Regions from separate parts of the Sus scrofa genome. Here region 1 is linked to region 2. The links are chromatin contacts, called in public HiChIP or PLAC-seq maps. All regions are on one chromosome and are shown on one strand. Each heading gives the region's core, a stretch centred on a gene start, on an enhancer-like site or on the middle of the called end of the contact. The rest is flanking DNA. Distances are from core to core; before and after follow the strand shown. Region 1 holds the start of SOD2 (superoxide dismutase 2). Region 2 holds the start of SLC22A1 (solute carrier family 22 member 1).

Region 1 (6,113 bases), core at 2,569-5,068, 310 kb before region 2:
GGGCTGCCACGGACCCCTGTGGCCTGCGCTGAACTACGGGGGTTGAATAACACTGTGTCATCACCTTGAACTCTGCACCGGGGCCCACGGGTCGCTCCCCCGTCGCCCCTTCAAGGCGCCACTGAAACAGCAACCTCATCCGAAGGCTCCTCCAACCGCCCCCTCCCAGCCCACTTCCCCTGTCATTCGACCCGTGCTCCTGTTCCTGTCTCCCGGCCAGAAGGGAAGCTCCAGGGGGGACAAGGACCGCTGTGCGTGGCCACGGCCCGCAGCCCAACATACCGCCTCCCACGAGGCAGGCCCTCACCAACCCGGAATGGAGTTTCTACGGAAAAAAACAACTCTGACATCTATACTTCAAAAGAGGGTCATAGTGAAGCCGTTTTTTCCAACTTGCCAAACAAATAGGCAAAATATTTTTTCCTGTGCCTTCCAGACACCGCCGGCCAACGGAACTATTAGGAAAAATGGGAATTCCCTTATTCAGTAATAAATGCTTATGACTCACAAGGTACCAAGAGGCAAAGTGAAGGGCACAGAGCCCCCCTGGCGGCCCCGCCCTTGGGGAGCTGACGTAGCACAAGTTCTCTACTTGTGTTGTGAGAACAGAACACACGTAAGAAACGCCGCTTTCTCAAACAACGAACATCCGGTTTGTTAGCCATTCACAAGGACGGAGGACCAGCGCCATCTGAATACACAGCTAATCTGAGAGTTCTGTTCAAGATGTCAACTTTCAGAGCTTCCCGCAAAGTTCGCCTGGTGGGTTCAGGAGGATCCGGATCCGGCATTGCCATTGCCGTGCTTCAGATCGCTGCCGTGACATGGGTTCAATCCCTGGCCCAGGAACTTCCGCATGCCGCAGCCAAAAATACATAAATAAATAAGAGGTCGAATTTTGCTATGTTTAGAAAATAATCTTCTTACAGATCAGTGTTTCCCTTATTAATTTTTCTTGAGGAATCACCCTAAAAATAACTGTTGGCTTTATGTTGTTTTTTAATAAGTCAACGATAACTAAATATGTCTAATAGGAAAGAAACATGTTTATTGAGAACTAGTTTAATCTCAATCTCTAAAAGTTTATTTAATCATTTTTTAATTTTAATAGAAATTTGGGGGGTTTAATATCTGCTTTTAAGAACACGTTTCTGGAGTTTCTGTTGTGGTTCAGTGGGTTATGAACCCAACTAGTATCCATGAGGATACAAGTTCAGTCCCTGGCCTTGCTCAGTGGGGAAGCATCTGGTGTTGCCATAAGCTGTGGCCATGGTGTAGGCCAGCAGCTGCAGCTCTGATTTGACCCCTAGCCTGGGAACTTCCATATGCCATAGGGGTGGCGCTAAAAAAACAGGCAAAAAAAAAAAAAAAAAAAACTTTCCTGAAGCTCAACAGTTTCTTTGGTTTCATATCAGTTTTTTTTCCCCTCTGTTGAATATGATAAAAGTATTTTTGTTTGAAAAGTCTTTATGACACATGAGGTAAGATTAATAATATTCTTTTCCTTATATTCTTTTTTCCACAATTTTCAAACATGAAAATTTAACTCAATGATTTTTAAATATATTCTAAAGGAAACTCTAGAAATAATAACTTAATGTAAAATAATAAAATAGATAAAATAAATATTACATTAAAATATATACATATAAAGAAAATATAACTACAATAATAATAATAGGCAACACAGTACAATGTAAAACCTTGTAAACATAGTAAAACCTTTTTTTAAGTGGCTTTCATTAAACAAGTGAAGCTTTGATTGCACAAGAAAAGGGCTGAGATTAAGCTGTTTGTAAACTCTTGAAGAGAAAGATTTGGGGCTGTCAGCTGCTGTCACGGAGGAAATACTTTCACAACTGGGATTTACCCATCCCCTCCCTATTACCACATTCTTCCCGCGTTTGTTTTTTTCCTCAATCATAGAGCCTTTTCCCGGACTCAAACCCTTCCTTTCCCCAATTTGAGGTCCCTCTGAGGGTCACAGGAAAATCTTCCAGAACATGGTAACTTCCTCTTCTCTTCGTTTACTTAACTACGTCATGCACAGGCTGAAATACTGCATTTTTCCACTAGATGCCCCCAGTCAGCAAGATGTCACCGTCCCGAGAAGTGATCTACAAACCAGACTCGCAAACTCACATGCCAAGGGGGATGGGAGTTGGGGAGGGAGGGATTGGGAGTTTGGAGTCAGCAGGTGCAAGCTCTTATACACAGGATGGAGAAACAACACGGTCCTACCGCATAGCACGGGAACTATACTCAATATCCTGTGATAAACCTTAATGAAAAAGAATATGAAAAAGAATATATGTATGTGTATAAGTGAATCACTCCGCTGGAGAGCGGCAATTAATGTAACATTGTAAATCAACGAAACTGCAAGACAATAATTTTTTTAAAGATGTCACTGTCTAAAATTTACTCGACGAATTCCACAGAACTGAAATTCAATAAAGACATATTTAAGAAAAAAATACACTTGTAACTGCGTAGCTTCAGCCATACATACAGCCTGGAAACAGGGCTGTCAATTATTTCCCTCGTGCAAACCACGACTGTTAGCTAAGAAAGTGAAATACTCTTTTGTATAGAAACGTTAAAACCCAGTAGCCCCATACATAACCCCCTGACGCAAAGCACAAAAAAGTCTCCGCATTACTGGTTTTGTCACCTGCGCTCTTTGTCAAAAATACTCCCTATTATATTTTCAGCAAATTGCAAATCATAGCAATTCGACGCGAGCCTGTCTCAGTTGCCCAGGCAACCGATGTTCCCCACGTGAATTCCACCCCCTGAGTCAAAGCACAAACACGTGAAGCGCTTCTACGAACCGAGGGGCATCTCCGTACCGAGACACGCCTCGCGGCCACCCTTCCCCGCGGCCAGCTTCTCAAAGCAGGGCCCCTGGGCACCTACCCTTTTTCAGCGCCTCCTGGTACTTCTCCTCCACGACGTTCAGGTTGTTCACGTAGGCCGCGTGGTGCTTGCTGTGGTGCAGTTGCATGATCTGGGCGTTGATGTGCGGCTCCAGGGCGCCATAGTCGTACGGCAGGTCGGGGAGGGTGTGCTTCTGCCGGGAACCCAGGACCCCCAAAGCCGGCACCAGATTCCTGCTCGAGCTGGAAAGAAAGCAAACAGCCGGATCTGCTCGAGCGGGCAGCTCCCTTTCAGCCGCGTGCCCGTCTCCGCAGACCCGGCTGGAAGGACCCGCGCACCCTGGCCTTCCTATCGTTGGCCCGCTAGCCGTCCAGTCTTGGAAGCATTAAATTAACGCTGAGGTCCAGCGCTTCGGCGGCACCTGGACGTGCTCAGCGGACACCTGCCCTGAGGCCCGGCCGCCCGCAGCGTCTCCGTAACGCCTGGGCCCCCAAAGTGCTCTGGACGCCGCGGGGCCGGCGCGAGCGGGGAGGCAGAAGCGCGGGCGGGCGGCTCGGCGGGCCTTGTCCCGGCTGCTCCCGCTGCCCGGCGCTCACCTGCACGCCGCCCTGCACAACATGGTGATCGCCGCCCGCTGGACCCTCAGAATTCCAGCCGCCGGGCTGCTCGGACCGACCGGCTGAACTCGTGTCCCGAGACGCGCTACAAGGACATAGCCGCCGCCGTGGCTCCGCCCCCTACGCCCGCCTCGGCCCCGCCCCCTGTTTCCGCCGTTTCCAATCCGGGGGCGGGGGGGGGGGAAGCCCCGGGCTCTGCCCGACCGCGCCGCACCCGCGTTCTGGGCTCAGGGGACGCAAGAACTGGGGCACCTGCACTTTTTCCAGCTGCCGCGCGAACGTGGTGCCCCTTCTTGCCGGGCTTCCGAGCGTGTTGCCAAATGGAAGGTCGCAGTCCCCCCCTCATATGAGATGGTATGGCCCTAAGCCTCCCCCTCCTCCGCACGAAGGCGCGGCCCTGCAGGGCCTGCAGGTGGGGGACTCTGCCCGCGGACAAGCAAGGGCGTTGTGCTCCTGCACTAGCGTCCCGGTTTCTTCCCTGTCACCGCGGTGGGGGGGAAGCCTCTGGGTCACGCGACCTGCTCCAGAGGGCAAGGTCCCCCTGGAAGGCCGGCCCTGGCGCTGCTAAGATGTAGGGCCAGTGCCCCTCCAACCACTGCCCAGAGTGACCTTGCTTTCCGAGTAAACTGACCTTGGGACCTCCGCCAGGCCTGATAATAGTATTACTGAGCACCCAGGATGTGGCAGGGACTGAGCTGCATGGTTTACAATTATATTTATTTCACCCTTAGGGTAGGTATCATTGATTCCAGGCAACTGTTAATAAACTCTATGAAGTTAGGCAAGTTGTCCTGGTCACACCGTTAGTAAGTGAAAGAGTCTGGATTAGAATCCAGAATTCATACTGTCTTGATTATTAAGCCTTAGCAGCGAGGTCTTGAGCGTCTTTGGGAGAATATAAAAGTACAACGGAGGAGTCTTTCCTGCGAGGTGTCATATATCTAATGAGCTCCAAGTATTAAGTGCTTTGTCAACAATTAAAAAAACAATCCTGCATTGTGTAAATCCTCCCTGTATAGAAGCTAGGAATAGAAGTTAGGAAGGCTTTACACTGGCCTGAGTTGGGTCTTCGCTGAACAGAATAATATAAAAGGAAACAGATTAAAAAGTGCTGAATAGGATGTCAGTTACTTTCTTCCACCCTCACCCCACCCATGACCCAAGGATGACTAGGCTTTGGCATGACTAGGGGACAGCAAAGGGGAACCACTGAGCAAGGCTTCACAGCAAGAAGGTGGGGTTGGCTGATAGTCAGGTGAAGGTAAGGGTATGTGATCGGAGGAATGAGGCATTTCAGGTTGGGACCAGGTGACAGATGTCCTTAAAACTCGAACATAGGGAGTTCCCATTGTGGCTCAGTGGGTTAAGAACCCAGCATAGTGTCCACGAAGAGGCAGGTTCAATCACTAGCTTCACTCAATGGCTTAAGGATCTGGGGTTGTCATGAGCCATGGCATAGGTTACAGACGCAGCTTGGATCCAATGTTGCTATGGCTGTGGTGTAGGCCGGCAGCTGCAGCTCCCATTCGACCCCTAGCCTGGGAACCTCCGTATACCTCAGGTGCGGCCATAATAAATAAATCTCAAACATGTGCTTAGTAATGGGAAACTGAGGAGCATTTTAGCTGAAATGAGGCACACTGAAAATAGTTTTTCAGGCAAGGGAGTCTGCACCTTAATTAGAGGCACAGGCTAGTTAGAAAGCTGTTGCAAGAATCCTAGCATGAGATACTCAGAGCCGATTTTAGGGTACTAGCTGTAGGAACCAGAAAAACGGGCCACTTAGCAGGATGAAACAATAGAATTCAGTGACAGATCAGTCACTAATAAAAGGGCTAGTTCTAGTAAGAACAAAATATCACTCTAAGGAGACTGAGCCCCATCAGGCTGAATCGATGTTCTTTGAACAAATGATGACACTTTGAGATTGAAATTAACACACACCCCCAGGACATGCCCTTTTGAGCAAGCAGTAAAGATTGGGGTGTCGAAAAGTGACATTTGCAGTCAAGTAAAAGTGACTCTAACATCATATCTGCCTCAGCTACATCCTTCCAGAAGACTACTCCAACTCTGAGAGCAACTGGGATTGAGACCAAGGGTTCGGGGGTGGGGGGAGGGTACAGCAGGTACTGAGAAATTTCTTACACTCCATAAACAGGCCTCTTTTTCTTTTGTAGTTGACCACTGTAAGAAGTACTCCTTCAGTTGGCCCAAGGAGATGGATTATAGTTGACCAGGGTCTGTCCCAGATGCCTCCAGCCAGCTCAGGAGGTCACCTGCCACATCAGGGCACCACTATGAGGAATTTCCCTTCCATAAACTTCCCAAGACTACTTCACAGCCATCTGCAGACCCGCCACAGTCTAGACCAACATATTGGCTGGAGGAAGCAAAACGTGGGTTAAGATGAAATGATTTTGAGCCATTTATTATTTGCATTCACATTCTACTAACAGATCCACCCACGGTGTCTCAAACACAGGAGTGTATTCCCTCGTGCAAAAGAGATCTGGAGCAGGTAGTCTAGGGCTGGGGTGACAGTGCCATGATGTCAACAAGATGCCATCTCTGTCCTCATTTGCCTCATGATCTATAATAGCTTCTAGAGCACCA
Region 2 (5,826 bases), core at 2,819-5,318:
GGCTGGTGCTGGAGGAGCCGGCCCGGAGGGGGAGGCCCAGGGCCGCGCATAACAAGGCCGTCAACTCCTTCCACGACGACAGCGACGAGGACCTCCTGCACATCTAGACCCGGTGCCTGCGGGGCGGGCGCGGCAGCGCCACCGGCGCCTGCAACCAAATAGGACTCGGACTCGGTGATGCTTCTGTCATCTTTGCCTTCAACGAAAACTGTCAAAAGGGAAGAGTGTGGGCGATGGGGGAGAGGGCGAGGCGGGGGCGCCGCCCTCGGGCTGGGTCGCCCGCAGCCCTCGCTGGGATGAGGCCCGGCTGCCGAAGGACGGGGCCGGGCTTTGTCCCAGGTCCTCGCGGAAGGCGCGCCCGGGCCGTCGCATCTCCGGAGGAGGGCTGCGTCTGAGGAAAAAACCCTTGCTGCTTTAGGCCCTGTAGGGTATTTGATCATTATATTTTTAGCATTTAATTCTCTCCTCCTATTTATTGACTTTTGACAATTACTCAGGTTTGCGATAAAGAAACAACAGCAACCCCCCCCCCCCCCCAGCAGTGTGCCCGCCGGCCCGCGCGGTGACTGCCTGTCCATCCCGGCTCCGCGGGGCCGCCGTTGGGGCGCAGGGATGGTTTCACATGAGATGCTGAACTGGTCCACGGTGTCGCCTCGAAGTTAGACCCCGCCCCCGTCTCTCCTCCCCTTTGCTTCCTGTTTCCTACGGGACCGCGCGCGCGTGCACCGCCACGCGTGGGTCCGGAGTGCCTGGGCCGCGGAGGGGCCGCCCGCTCTCTGCCTCTAGCAGTAACGGCTGCAGCTTTTTGCATGACGTCTTCAATCCTAGGTGCACAAAGCACATTTATCAGTATTTCTTTCGCCAGCTGGTGAAGTCAGACAACCCACCCAAAGATTGATTTGTGTGTGTGTGTGTGCGTGTGTGCGTGTGTGTGTCTGTGTGAATGGAGTTGAGACGTCAGAGAAAATAACTTTTTTCCAGACTTGGGGTGTAGGTCTCACCTCTTCAGGTTCTCATGATGCCACCTTTACTGTGCTTATTTTTTTAAGAAAAAAAAAAAAAGCGTTTATCAACCATTCGACCTATAAGAAGCCTTAATTTGCACAGTACGTGACTTGGGAAATTGCATGAAAGCCAGTGGGCCAGAATCTCACCCCTAGCGTTGCACTTGGATTCCTGCTGGGGGGCGGCCAAGGTCGGCCTCTCAGTGTGCAGGCCCAGAGGGCAGACCGCTGCCCTCTGGCTGTTGGCTCCTTTCTTGAAGTGTTTAGTGAACGACTTCTCTCGCATTATAGAGTTGTATATAGACTCAGTGGTATTCATAGCCTGGAAAGCAAACCAGCCTGCAAGGTTCCTTGGTTTGTACTCTGTTTGGCTGGCTTATTTGATTTCAACATGAGTGTATTTTTAAAAGTTGATTTCTTTCCTCATTTTTTTCAATCAAATTTACTGTAATATAAAGTATTCAACAATTTGAATAAAAGATAAATTATTAACTGGGTGTCGAGGCTTTTTCCCGCTGAGCGTAAAGAGCTGCTGGCCCTGCTGCTGAGCCCAACCGGGTCTCTTCCTCCGCTTATCTTCACAAAAGCCCCTCTGCTTCCTCCGCAGAGGCTCCCTCCGTGTCCGTGCTCACTCGGGGCCCGCGGGGGGGGGCCTCTCAGTTTCAACTACACCTGATTTCATCTTTCTGAGAAAGCAGATCTCAGGGTGTTTTTACCAAAACCACCACCATGGGTGCAGATGCCACAATGCTGTAAACCAGGACGCTCAGCCCAGGCTCACGGGGGTGGGGCTGGAGTGGGGGGGCGGCGGCTAGTTCTTCTTGTACAAGCTTGGTTTCCACCTGGAGTTACTAGCAGTGAGAGCTTCCTAGATGGCGACGTGAAAGCAGACAAAGCGGGAAATTGCTGCAACATCAGAACAGACTTTTCCCAGTCAGCATCCACCCCTCTCATTTTCGGATCATCCAGTTGGAGTGCCTTTTTTTCTTTTTTCTTTTTTGGTCTCTTTAGGGCCACACCTGCAGCACATGGAAGTTTCCAGGCTAGGGGTTGAATCGGAGCTACAGCTGCCGGCCTACACCACAGCCATAGCAATGGTGGATCCCCGACCCACTGAGCAAGGCCAGGGATCAAACCCACATCATCACAGATACTAGTCAGATTTGTTTCCACTGCGCCACAATGGGAACTCCTAAAAAAAGCAATTTTATCCATAAGAGTACAAGCCTAATTTAGTTTCCTTTTAACCAAATTTTTTAGCCCCCCCCCCCATTTTTTGTGAGACTGTCCACTGAATGGCAGTGAAATTGAGCAGGTGGAGGGTAAGGGCGCTGCTTAGGCAAACCCCGTGCTAAGGAAATCCCTGGAAAGCCGAAGCCCTGCTCCCAGCAAGAACTTTCTAAACGTGGCCAAACCCCACTTCCCCACCAACCACTGACGTCCGCGACTCACGATGATGCCCGAGGGAGGCTGGCTGCCCTTCCGGGCACTGAGAGGAGGACTTGGGGATAGTCGGGCTCTTTGTACAAGTTCAAAAACGATGGGCATGGGTGTCTTACCTCCTTTCCTGGGGATCAGGTCGCAAGGGGACAGTGTGCATCGCAGGCTGGGGAAGGACAAGGTTACATGGATGAAAACCGCTTGCGCAGCTTTGAAGGCTCCCCTGACAGGGGGCTGCACAATACAGCTGCTGCTTTCTCCAGGTGAACTCGGTAGTCCTGGGTCCGTCCGCAGCCAAGCCTCCTGCAGAACAGAACGCGTGGCTATGGCCATGGCTGCGTGGCCCCGGGCTGGGCAGCCCGGCTGGGCCCTAGTGGCTGGCGGGGCTGGAGAGGTGAGGCGGGCGCGGTCCTGGAGCCGGGAGCTTCCCGCAAAAGTCACCGTCTGGAGCGAGCTCCAGCTCTGGAAGCAGTGGGAGTGAGGGGAGGGCTGGGCTTGCTTGTGGGTGTCAGGATTTGAAGGAAAGTCCGGATGGCCCAGCTGGGCGTGTCAGCACCTTGGCCCTGCAGACACTGGAAAGCCTCGGGCGCTCAGCCTGGAGGCACGTCCTTAACTGGGGAACTAGAACATCTTCCCTAAAGACAGAGGGAAAGCCGAAGTGAGGCTGCGAATTATTAGCTAGTCGTGTTTTTTTACATCTTTTTCTATTTTGTATTTTGACCAGTTTGTGAATCACATTCAATAAAACTGATTTATGCTGTTACTTGGAGCCCGCTGGTGTTAGAGGAAAACAAAATAGAAGGAATGGCCCTGTGGACAGGGTGACAGTGAGGGCCACCTGGCCCCACTCTCAGTTCGTCCCAGGGAAGGTGGCCTGGAGCTCAGGGAGTCTGCTGGGGAGGTAGTGACGCCTGGTGGAGTCCCATGCAGGTCCTGGGGAACGAGGTTGTCCTGCTTTGGGACAAGGATGTAGGGTTTATCTGCTCACCCATCACCCAGGTCAGACCCCCACACCACCTGGCTTCAGAGGCCAGCCGCAGTGATGGGTCCATGGCTGTGCCTGGCAGCCAGCCTGCTGCTTTGGTGTATCTAGATTATAAAAAATGTTTAAGGAATTCCTGTTGTGGCGCAGCAGAAACGAATCCAAATAGGAATGATGAGGTTAGGGGTTCGATCCCTGGCCCTGCTCAGTGGGTTAAAGATCCGGCGTTGCCATGAGCTGTGGGGTAGGTCACAGACGCGGTTCAGATCTGGTGTTGCTGTGGCTGTGGTATAGGCCAGCAGCTGCAGCTCTGATTTGACCCCTCACCTGGGAACCTCCATATGCCACAGGTGCTTCTCTAAAAAGAAAAAAGGCAAAAAAAAAAAGTTTGAAAAGATCATCCCTTTGGAAGCGTCCGAAAGAGATGGCGGGGAGGTTTCGAGGCTCCCTCACTCTCTCCTCTCGCTCTGTGAGCTCTGACTCAACAGAATTAGGCCCTGAGTGCTGAGTTTGCTCCCAGGCCCAGTAAACACTTTGGCAGCAAACACACCTGCCTTCCACCTTTGCCTGAACCCTGCACCGCGGGGTAAAAGGTTCTCCCCCAATGGTTGGCTTCCAGGGGTGTCCTGCTTAGATAGCAATTTGATTTTAGACCAGCCCATCGCGGAGAAACTCGCGGGACGCTCGGAGCCTGGGCCCTGTGGCCAGAGCGCTCTGGTCAAAGCGATGAGGCTGGTGGCCCCGTCATGCCGTCTGTGGATGATGTCCTGGAGCAGGTCGGGGAGTTTGGCTGGTTCCAGAAGCAAGCCTTCCTGAACCTGTGCCTGACCTCGGTTGCATTCGCCCCCATCTACGTGGGCATCGTCTTCCTGGGCTTCACCCCGGACCACCGCTGCCGGAGCCCCGGGGTAGCCGAGTTGAGCCAGCGATGCGGCTGGAGCCTGGCCGAGGAGCTGAACTACACGGTGCCGGGCCTGGGGCCAGCGGGCCAGGCCTTCCCCCGCCAGTGCCGCCGCTACGAGGTGGACTGGAACCAGAGCACCCTGGGCTGCGAGGACCCTCTGGCCGGCCTGGCCGCCAACAGCAGCCACCTGCCGCTGGGCCCCTGTCAGTATGGCTGGGTGTATGACACGCCCGGCTCCTCCATTGTCACCGAGGTGAGCGAGTCCTGCACTGGGGGGGCGTGTGGGTTTCAGGAGCAGGGGGGGACATATGTGACAAACCCTACAAGGTTCAGTTTCAATCAGGAGGTGGAGAGAGGGCTTGTGTCCTCTGAGCCTCAGCAGGTGGCAGCCACTGTCCCAGGTGCTCAGAATCCTTCCCTTGCTTAATCCCCACAGACTCTGGGTGTTAGAAGACGAAACCGAGGGTCAGGGAGGCCATCGAGAGCCAGGCTGAGCTGGATGGTTAGGACCCGGTCTCTGGGGACGTGGGTTCCTCTTCTTTCTGCACCCCTGGTTTCTCCAAGGGCCTGCCGAATTCGCCTCGGGTCCAGCTCCCCCACCATTAGAACCTAGAGGCCCCCTCCGTTAGAGTCATGGATGTGTGACACCCAAGCACTGGCCTCTGAGGTGGCGCGGAAGCTGTCCTGGAGTCACCCTGAATCCCGGCCATGCCCAGACCGGCTGAGTGTCAGTGAGGTGGTGACTCAGCCTCTCTGAGCCTTATTTCCTCATCCGTCAACCAGTGATGATATGACCTGGTGATCACAGGGGCTGGCCGAGCACCGTGAGGGTGTGGGGCAGACAAGCCGAGCTGCACTGGGTGTCCTCTGGACGTCCCACCGGAGAAGGTGATGGCGCAAAGGGCTTTGCCCGGACAGCTTACTGGGTTACCTGAGCTTTGGCTTTGAGAACATTTTAGAAAAAGCCATCAGATTATTTTTCCTTCGTGGACACTTTTGAAAGTGTTGCACTGTGATGAGCATGGGTGCTTGCAAACTGGCTTCAAAGTCAGTTGCTGAAGCCACAGGCCCAAACTCCTGAGAGTCTCTCTGTTAGCAAAGCTTGGTTTTGGTGGGGGCACTGCTCACCTGAAACCAGGTAACTTAGCGGTCTCAGAGTTGACACATCCGGGCTGTGGCTGGAGGAAAGCGCCCTGTCCCCTCCTCCAGCGTCACCAGCTCACTGTCTGGGGTGAAGGGGGGGCAGGATATGGAGGCGCCACCCCCCCATCCCCCAAGGGAGGAGCAGGTGCAGGTGCAACTTCTTTATACACATCACACAAACATCTGGTCTCCAAGGCGTCCTCCAACAGTAGATGGCCAATGGGAGCCTGGCGCCCCCGGGGTACCAGGCCGACCACTATTCTCGCTGGGAATCTGGAGGAAATATTGTTCTCTGTGAACATTCATTCATCCGTTCACCCTCCATCTCCCCATTCAGGAAATGCGCACTGGTT

Evidence for each region. HiChIP or PLAC-seq counts read pairs in DNA pulled down with a chosen protein or histone mark.
Region 1: an H3K27ac HiChIP or PLAC-seq map of alveolar macrophages shows a contact between it and region 2. The contact joins the promoter of SOD2 here to the promoter of SLC22A1 in region 2. A contact is called at or near these places in 1 of 47 Hi-C or Micro-C datasets (embryonic fibroblasts) and 1 of 2 datasets of contacts at active chromatin or transcription factors (alveolar macrophages).

The regions. Positions count from the first base shown.
Region 1 is chr1:7,677,057-7,683,169 of Sscrofa11.1, reverse strand. SOD2 (superoxide dismutase 2) reads right to left here and starts at 3,818. Exons shown (of 5, transcript NM_214127.2): 1 at 3,477-3,818; 2 at 2,920-3,122. The coding sequence starts at 3,499.
Region 2 is chr1:7,363,771-7,369,596 of Sscrofa11.1, reverse strand. SLC22A1 (solute carrier family 22 member 1) reads left to right here and starts at 4,068. Exons shown (of 11, transcript NM_001348975.1): 1 at 4,068-4,583. The coding sequence starts at 4,173. It overlaps IGF2R (insulin like growth factor 2 receptor), which reads left to right. Exons shown (of 48, transcript NM_001244473.1): 48 at 1-112. The coding sequence ends at 107.